2 separate regions of the Anas platyrhynchos genome follow, and region 2 is linked to region 1. Evidence: chromatin contacts called from public Hi-C data. All regions are on one chromosome and are shown on one strand. Each heading gives the region's core, a stretch centred on a gene start, on an enhancer-like site or on the middle of the called end of the contact. The rest is flanking DNA. Distances are from core to core; before and after follow the strand shown. Region 1 holds the start of LOC101797130 (START domain-containing protein 10). Region 2 has its middle 160 kb from the start of PCDH1.

Region 1 (6,591 bases), core at 2,033-4,532:
GGCTTTAGGGTCCCTTCCAGCCCAAACCACTCTGCAGTGCCACGGCTCTCAGCTCTGGAGACCCATCCCCGTGGGAGCACACCGCAGCATCCCCTCCTGGCTCTCACCTCGGGGGTCCACCTGGGTGAGATAATAGAGGACACAGGCGCCGGTGCCGTTGGCCTTGATCAGGTAACCGGTCTGCAGGGACACGGCCCTGACAAAATCCTTCCGGGGAGGGAATTTCTGCAAAAAGACCCCCGTGAGCTTCAGAGCCTGCCCGAGCGGCTGCCCAGGGCTGCCCCGGGGCCGCGGGCACCCACCGGGTGCTTGACGCTGTAGTTGAGGATGATGTAGTCATCGCCCAGGGGCAGCCAGGAGCGCAGCGTGACGAAATCCCGGTTCTTCAGGGGGCTGGGGCACTTCCCTGCGGAGACACCCGGTTACAGCCCGGCCGGGGGCACCCAGGGATGCGGGGGGGTGGGTCTGGGGGCTGCTCACAGGAGTAGTATCCCACGTCGGCGTTGGCGGTCAGGCGCCCGATGTCGTAGGTCTCGATGACGTGCGAGTCCCACTTCTTGCGGTAGCCGGTGTCGTGCAGCACGTCGTAGAGCGTCTCGGCGGGGACGTCCTTGCAGGAGATGCGGGTCTGTGGGGAGACGGGTGGTCAGGTCCCCCTCAAGTCTCCCTGGGGTCCCCCTCGGGTCCCCAGGACCGTGCCCACCCCCAGGGATGGGGTCTTGAGGCTGCTCCTGTTGGCTGGTCCGGCTGCAACCGGAGCCACCCGCGGGCACAGGCCGTGCATTATTGATGGCCCCATCCCTGCTCCTCCTGGCGCTGGAGGAAGGAGATGTCATCTGCTCCTCGTTAGAGGCCTTGCATCTTTGATGAGGTGCGCGGCAGCGCCGTGTAATGGGAGACGGCCCTTTGAACGCGGGTGGCAGGTCCCATCAATCTCGGGCCAGCTTTCCCCGGGGTGAGGTGCCTGCCCCGTGGGGCTGGAGCTGTGCCCGTGGGGCTCTGTGGGGTGGGAGCACCCAGCCCGTCCTCACCTGGTCCTGCTACTGCAGGAGGGGCCCACACATCCTCCTGGAAGCAACAGGTGCCCCAGTAGGACCACTGCACCCCCAAAATCCCCCCCTAAAGCGTACTGCCCATCCTCCTGCAGCCCAACCAAAATCTGCACCAAGGAGCTGTTGGCAGTGCCCCCAGCTGGGTGATGGCGTGATGATGCTCAGCCCCCCTGATCCCTCCTGGGACCCCTTCTCTATGGGGCTCAGTGGTGGAAAGGGGAGCTATAATGCTGCATCCTCTGCCGGGCTGTGCTTGTTTGAACAGGGCTGGACTTTGCCAGGACCCTGCCAGCCTGTCCCGACCACCGTGCCGCAGTCCCTGCTGCTGTCCCCACGTCCCTTCTTGTCCTTTGGGTGCCTGCACATGGCTGTGCTTCACCTCCTGTACGGGGATGGAGCCCTGCAGCCTCCTTCTTGCCCTTCTGGATGTGATGTTTGCCTCTTGCTGGTTATCAGGGACCTCCTGCAGTCTCCATGACTTCAGCCAGACCCGTTAGCACCCTTGGGTGCATCCTACACGGTCCTGTGGACTTGTGAATGCCCAGTTGGCTTGTGTGCTGCTTGGTCCTGGCCTGGGAGCTTGCCCTGGCTCACCACCCATCCCACGTCAGAGCTGCATGTATTGCAGCTCTGTGCAGAGCTTCATCTCTGCCTCTCCTCCTCCTCCTCCTCTTCCTCATCAGCTTGACCATGATGGGCCTCCATCCACAGCAGCATCGCAATCACCATGTGCCTGCATGCCCAGCTCCTCAAGGAATCACAGAATGCTTGGGGTTGGAGGGGACCTTAAAGATCACCTGGTTCCAGCCGCTTGCCACGGGCAGGGATGCCACCCGCTGGATCAGGTTGCCCAGGGCCTTGAGCACCCCCAGGGATGGGGCATCCGCAGCCTCCTCCTGGTGTCATGCTGGGCTGTGGCCGCTCTGCGATCAGGAGAGTGGTGCAAGAGGCTCCTCCAGCATCCTCTACCTCAGGTGCCTCCTTTCCACCTCCCCGTGCCTCCCAGCTCTCCAGGTCATGGTCACCCTTCCCTGGTGCTCCTAGCTAGAAGCCCTCCTTGCCAGGTCAGCCCCTTGGTCAGGTGCTCCAGCCACACTTGCTCCGGCAGACCCCATCCCTGTCTGATCCCCGGTGAGGATCCTGTGGCTGAAAAGCCACAACAGTGCCCTGGAGCTGAGCGCTGCCCCGCAGGATGCTCCCACCAGCAGGACTGAGGATGTGATGGGGCTCCCTCACCCCACAGCCACTCTTGATATGCTCAGGGTCACCCAGCACTGTCACTGGTGCCATGTGTGAGCAGCACGGTGTGACAGCCCCAGGGACAGCATCCCAGATCCTTCCCCTGGCAGGCAGCAAAGTCGCCGGCACAGCACGTGGGGCATCCGAAACCCTCAGGGTTGCTCGGCTGGTGCGGGACGTGAGGCGATGAGCCCCAGTATGGCAGGGTTGGGGGAGAGGCACCCACCTGCCCATCTCATGCCCCAGGGGCTCCCAACAAGGCTGTCTCCACAAGGTCATTCCCACCTATGTCTGGAGCAAGGGCAGCAGCAAGGTGAGCACACAGGGGTGTGCCCCGGGCACATTTCCATGCTGCAGCAGCATCCTGGTCCAGATGCTGAGAGCATGGGGCAGGCAGAGAGCCCACGCAGCATCTTGCGAGCTGCAGAAGTGCTTTTGGGGCCAAAGCCCCCAAGCCCCGGTGTTTGGGGTGGGCTGCAGCAGGGCGCTGGTGTGACGGGGGGCGCGCAGGGGAGGGCTCACCTTGATTTTCTGCACGGTGCAGCTTTCCTCCTGGCCCTGGCTCCAGACGGTGATGCCAGCCTTGTTGTAGTGGCAGTGCCAGCCCTCCAGGCTCTCGCACTGCTCCTTGAATGAGCTGAAGTCGGAATCATCCGGGATATAAACCATCTCCCCCGCCCTGGACATGGGGGCTGAGCTGAGGGAGGCTCCTTCTGCCTCACCGCCCGGGGAGCCAGCTCCTGCGCGCGGCTCACGCGGCCATCCTCATCCTCACGGCCCCGAGGATGCACAGAGCCCTGCGGCCACACGGCACGGCGGGGAGGAAGGCTCCTGCCCTGCGGGTGCTACGGCAGCTGCCGGCAGCTCAGATGTCTTCCCAGGCTCTCCGGGATCACGTTTCTCTCCAGCTGCCCGCCGGCTCCTCTATTATTCAGCAGGTAGCAGCACGCGGGTGGCTCGGTTTTCAGGGCAGAGCTGCCCCTGGCCCCCTGTGTCCCCGTCCCTGCCATCCCTACCGTCCCCTGGCAATCTCTGAGCCTGACTTCGCAGCAGCAGCTTGCTGGCAGGAGCACGGAGGAGGAGATGCAGCACCCAGCTGTGCCCTCTCTGTCACCTACCAGGGGGACAGTCCCATCCCTCATGCTGCTGGCCTCACGCCTGCCGGGTCCCAGGACACAGCTTGTCCCAGTTGTCACCCTCTTGTCTGCCACCTCGTCCCCGGTGCTTTTTGTTGGGACCCTGCCCATGCCCTGGGTGGAATCTGGCGTTACCTGTCCCACCTGGGCGATGTCCATGAGCTCCCCGTTGGTCACAATTTTGAGCTTCTTGGTGTCCACCTGGGCTGAGGCTCGGCCTGTGCAGCCTCCCAGTGCAGCCTCGCCTGCAGGGCTGTGCCACGGGTGATGTGGGTCCCCAACCAACCCACAGGGGGGATGCTGAACACGGTCCCAGACCTCACCCTGCAGCACCCATCTTGAGCCCAGCCACCAAGCAGGCATCGAGGCACCCTCACTTGGGCAAACGCCCCTGGAAGGAGCTCCCCAGCTGCTCAGCTGCACAACCAAAGTCACCAAAACCACCCCCTGGTTTGTGAGACCCCACTGCGGGGTCACTGAGGGCTTCACTGTGCCCAAAGGAACCTCACGAGGCTGAGCAGGGCCAAGTGCAAGGTGCTGCACTGGGGTCGGGGCCACCCCAAAGGTGAGCGTGGGCTGGGCAGGGAATGGGCTGAGAGCGGCCCCCAGCAACCCGGGGGTGCTGCTGGATGAGAAGTGCAAGGCGAGCCAGCAACGGGTGTGTGAGCAGCTCGGAAAGCTGACCACATCCTGGGCTGCACCCCAAGCAGCGAGGCCAGCGGGCGAGGGAGGGACTGTCCCTGCTGCCCCCGCAGCGCTGCCCTCGGGGGCTGCTCGGGGCTGCTGGAGAGGGGCCACGGGGGTGTGAAGGGGGCTGCAAGGAGCTGGGGAGGGACTTTACCAGGACACGCAGTGCTCGGATGAGGGGGGTGGTTTTAAATTAAAAAAGGAGGGATTTAGACGAGGTGTTAGGAAGAAACCCTTTACCATGAGGGCGGTGAAGCCCTGCACAGGCTGCCCCCGCAGGATCCACCCCAGGGGGGTGCCGGGGCCGCCCTGGGACTGGATGCGCCTGGAGCGGCCGAGCAGCGGGGAGCGATCGGGGCCGGTCCCCGGCTGGGGCTGGGCTCGGGGCGTCCCCGGCTCCCGGCCCTGCAGTCCGTGGGTCGCCCACTGGGTGTCACGCGTGCTCCACCGGTGACAGCGACAGGGAGAGGCCGGGGGACGGCCGGGAGGTGGGGGCGAGCCGCGGCCGGGGGGAGCCGCCTGCGTTTCGCCGTCAGGCAGGGGGTGGGATGGAGCACCGACGGCCTTCCTCCTCCTCCTCCTCCTCCTCCTCCTCCTCGCTCTGCTCTGCCTCCCCCCCGCTCCTGGCAGGGCCTGAAGCCACCCACGGTCGCCTCCTTGGCCGCCCCGAGCCCTGCCAAGGAGGGGGGACAGGGCGGGGACAGCTCTGGGTGTCACCGTGCAGCTGGATGCTGCCGGTGGGCATCTCCTCCCTGCCCCAATGCGGGGCTTATACTGCCACTTTGGGGGCTTTGGGCGGTAGGGAAATGTTTTGGGGGGTGGGAGGGGACGTTTTCCCCCCCATAACGCCCAGCACACCCGGGGTGTCAAGCCCTGTCCGGTCACTTCCCTGTCCCCAGGGGCTGGCATGGAGAAACACAGCAGGACAAGGGGACAGCGGTGGGACAGCCTTGCTGGAGCACCGTCCCCTGTTTGGGGTTCAGGTGGCTCACACAGGCTGCTGGGGGAAGGTTCAGACACCTCTCCCTGCCCTCCTCCCCTTGTGGAGTCAGCTCCCCTTCACCTGTGTCCCCAGCTGGTGACAGAGCCAGGGCAGCACCCACAGTGGCAGGTCCACCTCGTGCTGGCATGGGCAGGGCTGCGGGTCCCAGCAGAGACAGGTCACCAGGTGATGTGGCACCAAGCCTCCCCAAGTAGCTGTGCACCTCTGTGCCACCCCTCAGCATCCTACAGCTGATGCAGGGCCAGGGCAGGTCCCTCCCCAGGCAGCTCCTCCTGTGCAGGTGGCCTGTGAGGTGTCCCCATCCCTGGCTGTCCCCCTGTACCCAAATCCCTGCTCTGCTCAGCTCCACCACGGCTTTCCCAGCCCCACAGCTGCTGTGCTGAGCTGCGTTTGCACCACACCCCGGCTGGGCATCAGGGTGATTTAAGAGGCGTGTGAAAAACATCGTTATTTTTCCCCCTTTCAGCTGCAAGTCAATGCTTGGGGAGAGATGGTTAATTATCTCAGTCACCCTCCTAAATCTCTTCACGAGAGGATTTTGCTGCAAATCTCCACGTTGTTTTGAAGTTATTGGCCAGCGTGGTGCCCAGCGGCACCAAGACCAGGCAGGACGCAGGGACATGGGACAACCAGGGCCACTCCAGGGTGATGTCTCCATGCCGTCCCCAACCCCAGCTCCCTTGGCCACCCGCTCACCCCCACCCCCTAAGCCTCACTTTCCCATGCAAAGCCAGCACAGTGCCGAGATACGCCGGAACAAAGTGCCACCTTCCCTATAATGCCATTTATTGGACTAGGTGACACGCAGGCTTTAGGGGATAGCAGGAGAATCCTCTCGGCTCAGCCGCAGAAAGGATTTCCACAGCCCTCCCGGCGGCTTGTCAGCGCGTCCCCGAGGAGTTATTACCTCCGACTGCTGGGAGCTGGATGCGTCCCTGCCCCCTGTTTGCTGCTTTGCAAAGATTACGCCGCCTTTGAATAAGCTCCGTGCAGCGCGGCTGCCGACGCATCAGACAGGGGCTAATCAGAAAATGAGCAGGGGAAGGAAACTTGGTGGCAGGAACTTATCTGCGGCGCGGGCGCGCTGTGCCAGCTGCTGCTGCTCCCGCGCCCAGCCCCGTCCGCCAGCAAAACCAGGAGAAATTTCCCCGAGATTTCAGCGCTGAAGGCTGCTGCAAACGTGCGGTGTGGGGAGCTGTGCAAGCACACCTGAGTGCACAACGAGCAAACACACAGGCTGTGCATGTGTGCGCCCATGCTTGGTGCAAACATATCTGTGCACGAGTGTCCCGTGCAGGCAGGGGTGCGCCTATGCTCATGTGTGTGAGTGCACATGCAGACGTGTGTATATAGATGCGCACGTGCATCTCTGTGTGCACACAATTGCTTGTGCACACCCTCACACTTGCATGCATGCACCTGCACATGCATGCGCTTGCACACTCATGCTCCTGCCCATGTGAGCGTGCATGCA
Region 2 (6,591 bases), core at 2,139-4,638, 230 kb after region 1:
GCTGGGAAGCGCTCGCTGCTGAACCCAGGCTGATTTTATCCGACCTTGGAACAAGGTCAGCCTGTGTTGCCCCTGCACAGAGCTATGAAAGGCAAATCCATGGTGTTCAGCAAATCTCTTCGTCTAACGGGCTCATTTCTTCTCAAGAATTCATTTCGGAGGGATTCAGTGGCATTGACAGAGGTGGCACTGGTAATTTCACTGCTCATATTCAGGATGTAGCACTTCATCCTTCACCCTACAAGTGGGTTAGCCTGTGAATTGCTCTGTGCTTCAAGTTGCAGAGCCTGAATTATTCTGGCTGCAGGACACAGGCTGCTCACCAGAGCTCAGCTAGCTTTGAGATCACATCGGGGCTCACCAGCGGCACCAGAGCTTGTAACTCCAGCACCAGCTTCAAGCTACGGTGGCTGCAAATGACAAAATCCGCAGAAAGCTTCATGTGGGTGCTGGAGCTCCTGACATAAGCTCTGAAGGAAGCCGAGGCCTCTTCCAACACAGCACAGCAGATGCACAGTGTGTCCCTGTTAAAGAAGGGGGGAAAGGAGACAAAATGCTGCTGCTTGTTTTCACTGCACAACCCCACACAGGGCCACCTGAGGTCCTGCTTGAAGCACAAGTCCCTCACACGTTGGGTCGCACAGGGCTTGGGCAGATATGTGCATCAAGCATGGAGCAAATTCTTGGGGACCAACCTTGGTTGCTTCAGGCTCCAAGCTGGCTGAGACCTGTGCTCAGCTCTTCACCTGATGGAGACCCCACCGGGCTTGGCCAGCAGGTCCCAGGGACCTCAGGGTATACAGCTGGCATTAGCAGCACTCTTTGGACCCCCCAGATGTGCTGCCCTCAGAGAACTGGGTCTCTCACAGGAACCTCTGGGTAGAAAGTAGGAGACCTGTGGGGCAGCATCCCTGCTGGGCCACCCATCTGTCCGATCCGTGCTCGCCACTTGTTTCTTGCCATGCTCTTGTTGCTGATGATCCCTTTCCATCTACATTGGTTTACATGGGTTTGGAGTCTTGTAATCCCTCTCACCACATCTGCCCTCTGCTCCTGTCCCCAGCCATGCTGCCGTGTTTTGGAGGGGCTGACACAGCATCCCTCTGCTCGGTGCCCACACCCAGCTCCTGCATCGCTCTGTCACCCGTTGTCCCAGTCTGCTCAGCACAGCTCATGACCTAGAGGGGCCGGTCACGAGAAGCCCCCATACACCATACCAGCAAGGTCAGAGCTGCCAAGCACCCCAGGGTCACCCGCTCCTTCACCAAGACACACACAGGGAGTCTTCCTCTGGTCCTTTGGCAGGACAGGGTGCGAGGGACATGTCATAGCAGTGGGGACACTGAGTCCCAGGAGGACGAGCTCGGGTGGACCAGCTCAGAGACACTTGAGAGGAGTGCTCTGCTCACGGCATGACTTCAGTGGGAAGCAGAAGGCAATAATAGATTTCCACAGGGCTGATCTAACACATGAAAAACACCTGAGTCCTGAAAATAGCTCAGGAGCCAGCCAGTCACCGGTCTTCACAGCCTGGGCAGAAAGAAGTTGGTGGCCTCTCCAAGTCCACATCAGGGTGGTGGAGTTGGAGGCAATGGCTTTGGCAGAACCCAAGCGAACAACCCAGGGTGACCCTCATGCCATCAGATGGCTCTTTTGCTATAGGCTGTGTCACTTGTGCCCTGGCCATGCCCCTCAGCAAGGTCCCGCTGTCACAAGGAGCGGGTGGCCTGAGGAGCTGCACGCTGGGTCCCCACACTCCGTGCCAGGCTCCCATGCTCCCTGCCCCTTGCAGACGGGAGGCAGGAGACAGAGGAAAGGCTGCTCCCCAACCACACCCCACCTCTCCGGGTGACCGCTGCACACAGCAGCCACAAGGATCGCCTAAAAATAGCAAAGCACATCTGCAGTGAGGCATTTCCTCTTCTCCCCCTTCCTCCAGCCTCCTGCTTTGTCACCTCTGATGTCCCACTAGCTCCCTCCAGCTCTTTCCTTTCCCAGCCTGCCCAGGACTGGGATGCACAAGTTTTCCCCTTGTTTTCCACCACCTTTCTCAAGGCCTCTTGGAGCCAGCACCTCACACATTACCTGAACTGCATTCTTCCTGGGATTCAGGCAAGCAACAGGGCCCCTTCCTGCCCTACCAGACAATTCCTCAGGGTCTGCAACTCACAATAGCAGGGACTACAAACTCCTACCTGGTACACCGAGTGCTTTCTGCCCAAGGCTATTGCTCTCCAGGTGTTTCATTCCCATTGAATTCAGCTTTGGGGTTATTTTCCCACAAGAGAGGAACTGCATTCATCAGGGGCTGGTTTGCATTGTCGCTTCCTGCCCACAGCTCCAGTCCCTCCGGGTTCCTTTGTGTTTCACTTCTCACTGGAGTTTGCATCTCCTTCCAGCTAGGAGTTATCTGCAAATGCAATTAGTGTGCTGCTGGCTCCCCTCCTTCACATCACTTCTGCTCCGCTGTCGAATTTGCCGTCTCCCCCCTCCCCAAGACTCCTGACTCCCAAGAGACATCAGCCCTGTTGAAGGCTACACCAAAGATGAGGAGGTCAGCCCAGAAACCAAGCCACGACAATGATTTATTTCCAGTCTTCCAATTTTGGGCAGCTCCCTTTCTGCAAGCCGTGCCTGCAGGTTGCCAGGCTGCAGACCGCCTGCCACTCGCCGCTGGAGCACGGCTGCTCAGCGCCCACCTCCCCGCTCCCCAGCATCCCCGCCTCAACCCCCCCTCACCATCCCTGCTGAGATTTGCTCTCAGTTCCGAGCATTAATTTGAGATGGGGCAGGGGGCAGCAAGTTACTAGAAGTGGGAAAAGCGAGCAGGAAGCCAAGAGTTAAAATCCTACACTCCCAACAGGGCCCCTAGCATAGCGCGTGATAAGCAAGGCTGGAGCCTGGAAGAGTTTGTACCAGGATTTTCGGAGCAGCTATTATTTCCAAAAATACAAAGTCATTCCTTTGAAGAAGAGGGGGGAGAAAAAAAAAAAAAAAAAAAGAAAAAAAAAAAAAAAAAGAAACAACCCGAGCGCTCTAATCTCCCTGCTGCAGAGTTTCACCTTCTGCTTTCTCAGTCCTTCTCCCAGCACGCTGCCAGCACCGAGGAAGCCGGCAGGAGGGAGTGCGTGGTGCTGGCCCGCCCAGAGGGACATCACAGCAAGGGCTGGCTCCCTGTGCCAGCACCACAAAGCCCTCGACAGCAAAAGCCTCACGGAGACGTGGTGCAAAACGCACCCAAAAGCAGCGCTTTTTGTGCTGAGCCATCCTGCGATTCCCACGTTCTGGCCAGCTTCGGGGAGCTGTGCAAAGAGGATTCAAGCCATGTGCAAGCCCTTTGCACCAGCTCAGCCTCCCACGCGGCTCCTCGCTCAGCCTTTTATTTTTTAACACTTGGAGTTGATAAGGAGGGGCGAGGACTGACTCAGCACAGCCTGCGCGCACCCCCGTGCTGCAGCATCCCCGAGCGATGCGGGGCTGGGACCGCGGCTCCCCCGGGGCTGGTCCCTGCAGCCGCTGGAGGAGAGAGGTTGGGGTGCCCCCAGCTCCAGTCCCAGCTTTGTCTCGGTGGTTACGCGGCCGTGGGCAGCCCCAAGCCCTTTCTCATAAGGACATCTAGTGGCACCACGACGGACAGCACGCTCGGCTCGGCTACGGCTTGGCCACTCGGCCCCCTCTTCGCCCAGGAGCCCCCAACCTCTCCCATCAGCTCACACTGCCCGCCCTGCATAGTTTGGGGTAGGGGCACGGTTGGGGTGGGCAGAAGGCTGGATCCCACCATTGATGCACCACGAGCACCGGGGGACATGGCTGGTCGCTGAGATGGGGACATCTCCAGGAGCAAGGTGTGCCCAGCGGGAGCCTGAGCTCCTGCAAGAAGGTGTACAGCCACAGGACAGAGCTTAGGAGGCTCCTGAGATCCTTTGGGGGAAGGAAGTATATCCCAGGCAGCAGAAGTCATGGTGGGATGGTGTGGGGACAGTGACAAAGCAGAGGCAGCACATACCAGAGCAACACAGGAGACCTCACCATGGCACAGGCCAGTCCAACACTCTTCTGCAGCCAGCTCCTCTGCCACCAGAGAGCTGGAGGAAGGATGAGGGGAGGAGTGGGATCCTTTTTCCTAGGGAATCCTTATTCTGGATTCCCTAGGAAAAACTAACACAGCCCTGAGTGGACAAGCACCTGGGCCATGGGTTTCAGCAGCAATGGCCTTGGATGCTCCCCCATTGGATGTGCAAGGAGCTGGGACCAGAGGGGTAACCGAGCAAAGACCCATTACCCCAAGCAGAGCCCATTCTCTAGATGGACTTGTAGTTTTTCCTGAAGCATTCCACTTCAGAACATGTCCCTACAGACATGGGTGTTTATGGGAAGGCAGGACCCACCTGCAGCCAGCCCCATGCTGTTAGGGAAAACAAGTCCAGCTGTGGAAGGAGCACTGCTGCGCCCCAGGCACACGTCTGACTCTATACAGCTATTTCCTAAGCAATCCTCTTCAGAGCATAATGACCATGGATAGCTTGGACTTGAAGAGCATTTCCATTAGAGAAAGGGCATATCATCCTCTGCCTTTATTCAAATGAAAACAGTAATGAAATCACTGCTGCCTAATACAGATGCACTTGGTTAGACGTGTACTTGCTTTTTATTTTGTTTTTTTGCTTTTCTGTTTTGTGGTCAACATTTATGCATTGCTGTCAGAAAAATTGCTTTAATTTTCCATTCTGTTTCAACACCCTTTGCTAAAAACAAAAAGTATTATCCACCGAAGAACTGTGAATTGACTCCATCTAATATCTTAGGAGCAGAGCTAACACCAAATGGCATTCACTTACATTTTTAATGTACCGATGAAGTCATAGAAATCACTAACTTAGAGGCTGGCTCATCAATTTTTTCTTGCTAAAGCATATCCCGTATCTGCTACTCTGACTCTTTCTCCTCTAGAGAACCTAGCTGTCACTTCTTTAATGGTTTTCATTGGCTAGTATGAACATTTTAAGGTTTAGCATGAGTGATGTGGATGAATGAATTTCTAGACTTCATTTGGCTTTTCATCTATAGTGTCAGAATGAGTCTGATCTGCCAGTGTTTGTTTTCTTTCTTTCACCGTCTCCTAACACTCAGATCTTACATATGCGTGTTTGATTTTAATGAGGTTACAGCCTACATGCAGCCTCCTGGACCAACGCTGCTGCCCTTCCCTAAGGGCAACCTCTGCCAGGCTGTTACAATGTGCTAGAAGCAGCAGCAACAACCGCAGAACACAATTTCTAGAGATTTCTCAGTTGCATCCCCCAACACACCCCTCTACATACTCAGTAGTCATTCAGCACAGGTTTAAATCTGTTACACTAAACCACTACTGCAGGCTCTGTAAGTTATTCTGTACAACAGAGTACAGAATCCCCTCCCTGGACAACACTACAGTAAAACATTTGCTTGGCTAAATTGTTTGGGCAACCCTTGCTCTTGAGGAAATTTGTTGTTGTGCCTTGGGGGATGACTCACTGGAGGAAGGAGCTGTCTGAGAGCCCCTTGCTCCAGGAGGCAGCTGAGGATTTGCTCTGAGCAGAGCCTCTGGGGCTGGTGGGTGGACGAACAATTCAGCTCAGGAGCTCTCCTTCAACAAAATAATGAATTTGTCTCCAAACAGCTCTTCGCTTCACTCAAAATATTCCAATTTTCAACACTAAAATACGAGAAAAATGGTCGGATGAAAAGCTGCCACGCACCAGCAATACCCATCTCCAGCTACAACCAGCTCCTGTGTGAGCTGCATCACATGCTGCCCACCTGCTGGCCTGGCAGGCCGATGGTCCCCAGGGTCTGGCCATGCCAGTAAGTCCAGAGAAACGTTACAAACAAGAGTCAAGGCACTCCAAGTTCCTCGTCTTTTCTCCCTGTCCTGAAATGCTCTGGCTTAGTGAGGTGTGGGGACAAGCGGCCACTTGGTGCTGGGTGGAGGAACACATCTCTGAACCCTCTGAGCCCCTTGGCATGCTGTTAACACACACAGCTTCGAGAGCCCAGGTACATCTCCTTGGGGTGGTGCCTGAGTATTTCTAAGGTGGCCCTAGTTATTTCTAATCGGTGATTTGGGTCACTAGGGATGCATGACAGGGGCATTCTGCTTGCATTGGCAAGATCTCTTCTAGGCATCCCAAAAGCTCTTTTCATTTCTGCAGGTGCATTCACCACACATGTCATGAGATTACTGCCACGAGCACAGACATCCTCACTTCTACAGCCAGCAGGCTTCTCCTTCTGAAGGAGATTTTAATTTCTGGGTGTGTTATTCAGTGACACCAGCCATTACAGTGGGCTTTGCAGTCTAGCAGGAAGCACTGCACCCTGCATGTTCAGCACCCCATAGCACATGCTGAACACCACCAACCTTAAGAGATTTATTTACAACCACAAGAGGAATAGTGCTGCTGTGTGTGGACATACCTGCACAACTACACGACCTGCTCTCAGAAAATGTGCTTTCCTACTCTGTCTTGCTTACCAGGATGTACCTACTCTCAGGGAGCAGCAAGGGACAGCTTAGGAAGGCGGAACAGGAGCTAAGGGTGACCCCAGCAG

What was found. A called contact is a pair of places that touch in the nucleus more often than the background predicts.
Region 2: a Hi-C map of subcutaneous adipose tissue shows a contact between it and region 1, with 2.3 times the contacts expected there. The contact joins the enhancer-like site here to the promoter of LOC101797130 in region 1. A contact is called at or near these places in 2 of 8 Hi-C or Micro-C datasets (liver and subcutaneous adipose tissue).

What each region holds. Positions count from the first base shown.
Region 1 is chr14:12,977,220-12,983,810 of IASCAAS_PekinDuck_T2T, forward strand. LOC101797130 (START domain-containing protein 10) reads right to left here and starts at 3,283. Exons shown (of 6, transcript XM_027468337.3): 1 at 2,814-3,283; 2 at 481-628; 3 at 303-406; 4 at 108-225. The coding sequence starts at 2,978.
Region 2 is chr14:13,208,558-13,215,148 of IASCAAS_PekinDuck_T2T, forward strand. No RefSeq gene overlaps it. Among named protein-coding and RNA genes, the nearest start is that of PCDH1, 160 kb to the left of the region's middle. Within about 2 kb of position 3,389, at least 1 of the 8 cell types and tissues checked has an H3K27ac peak or open chromatin away from gene starts, as enhancers often do.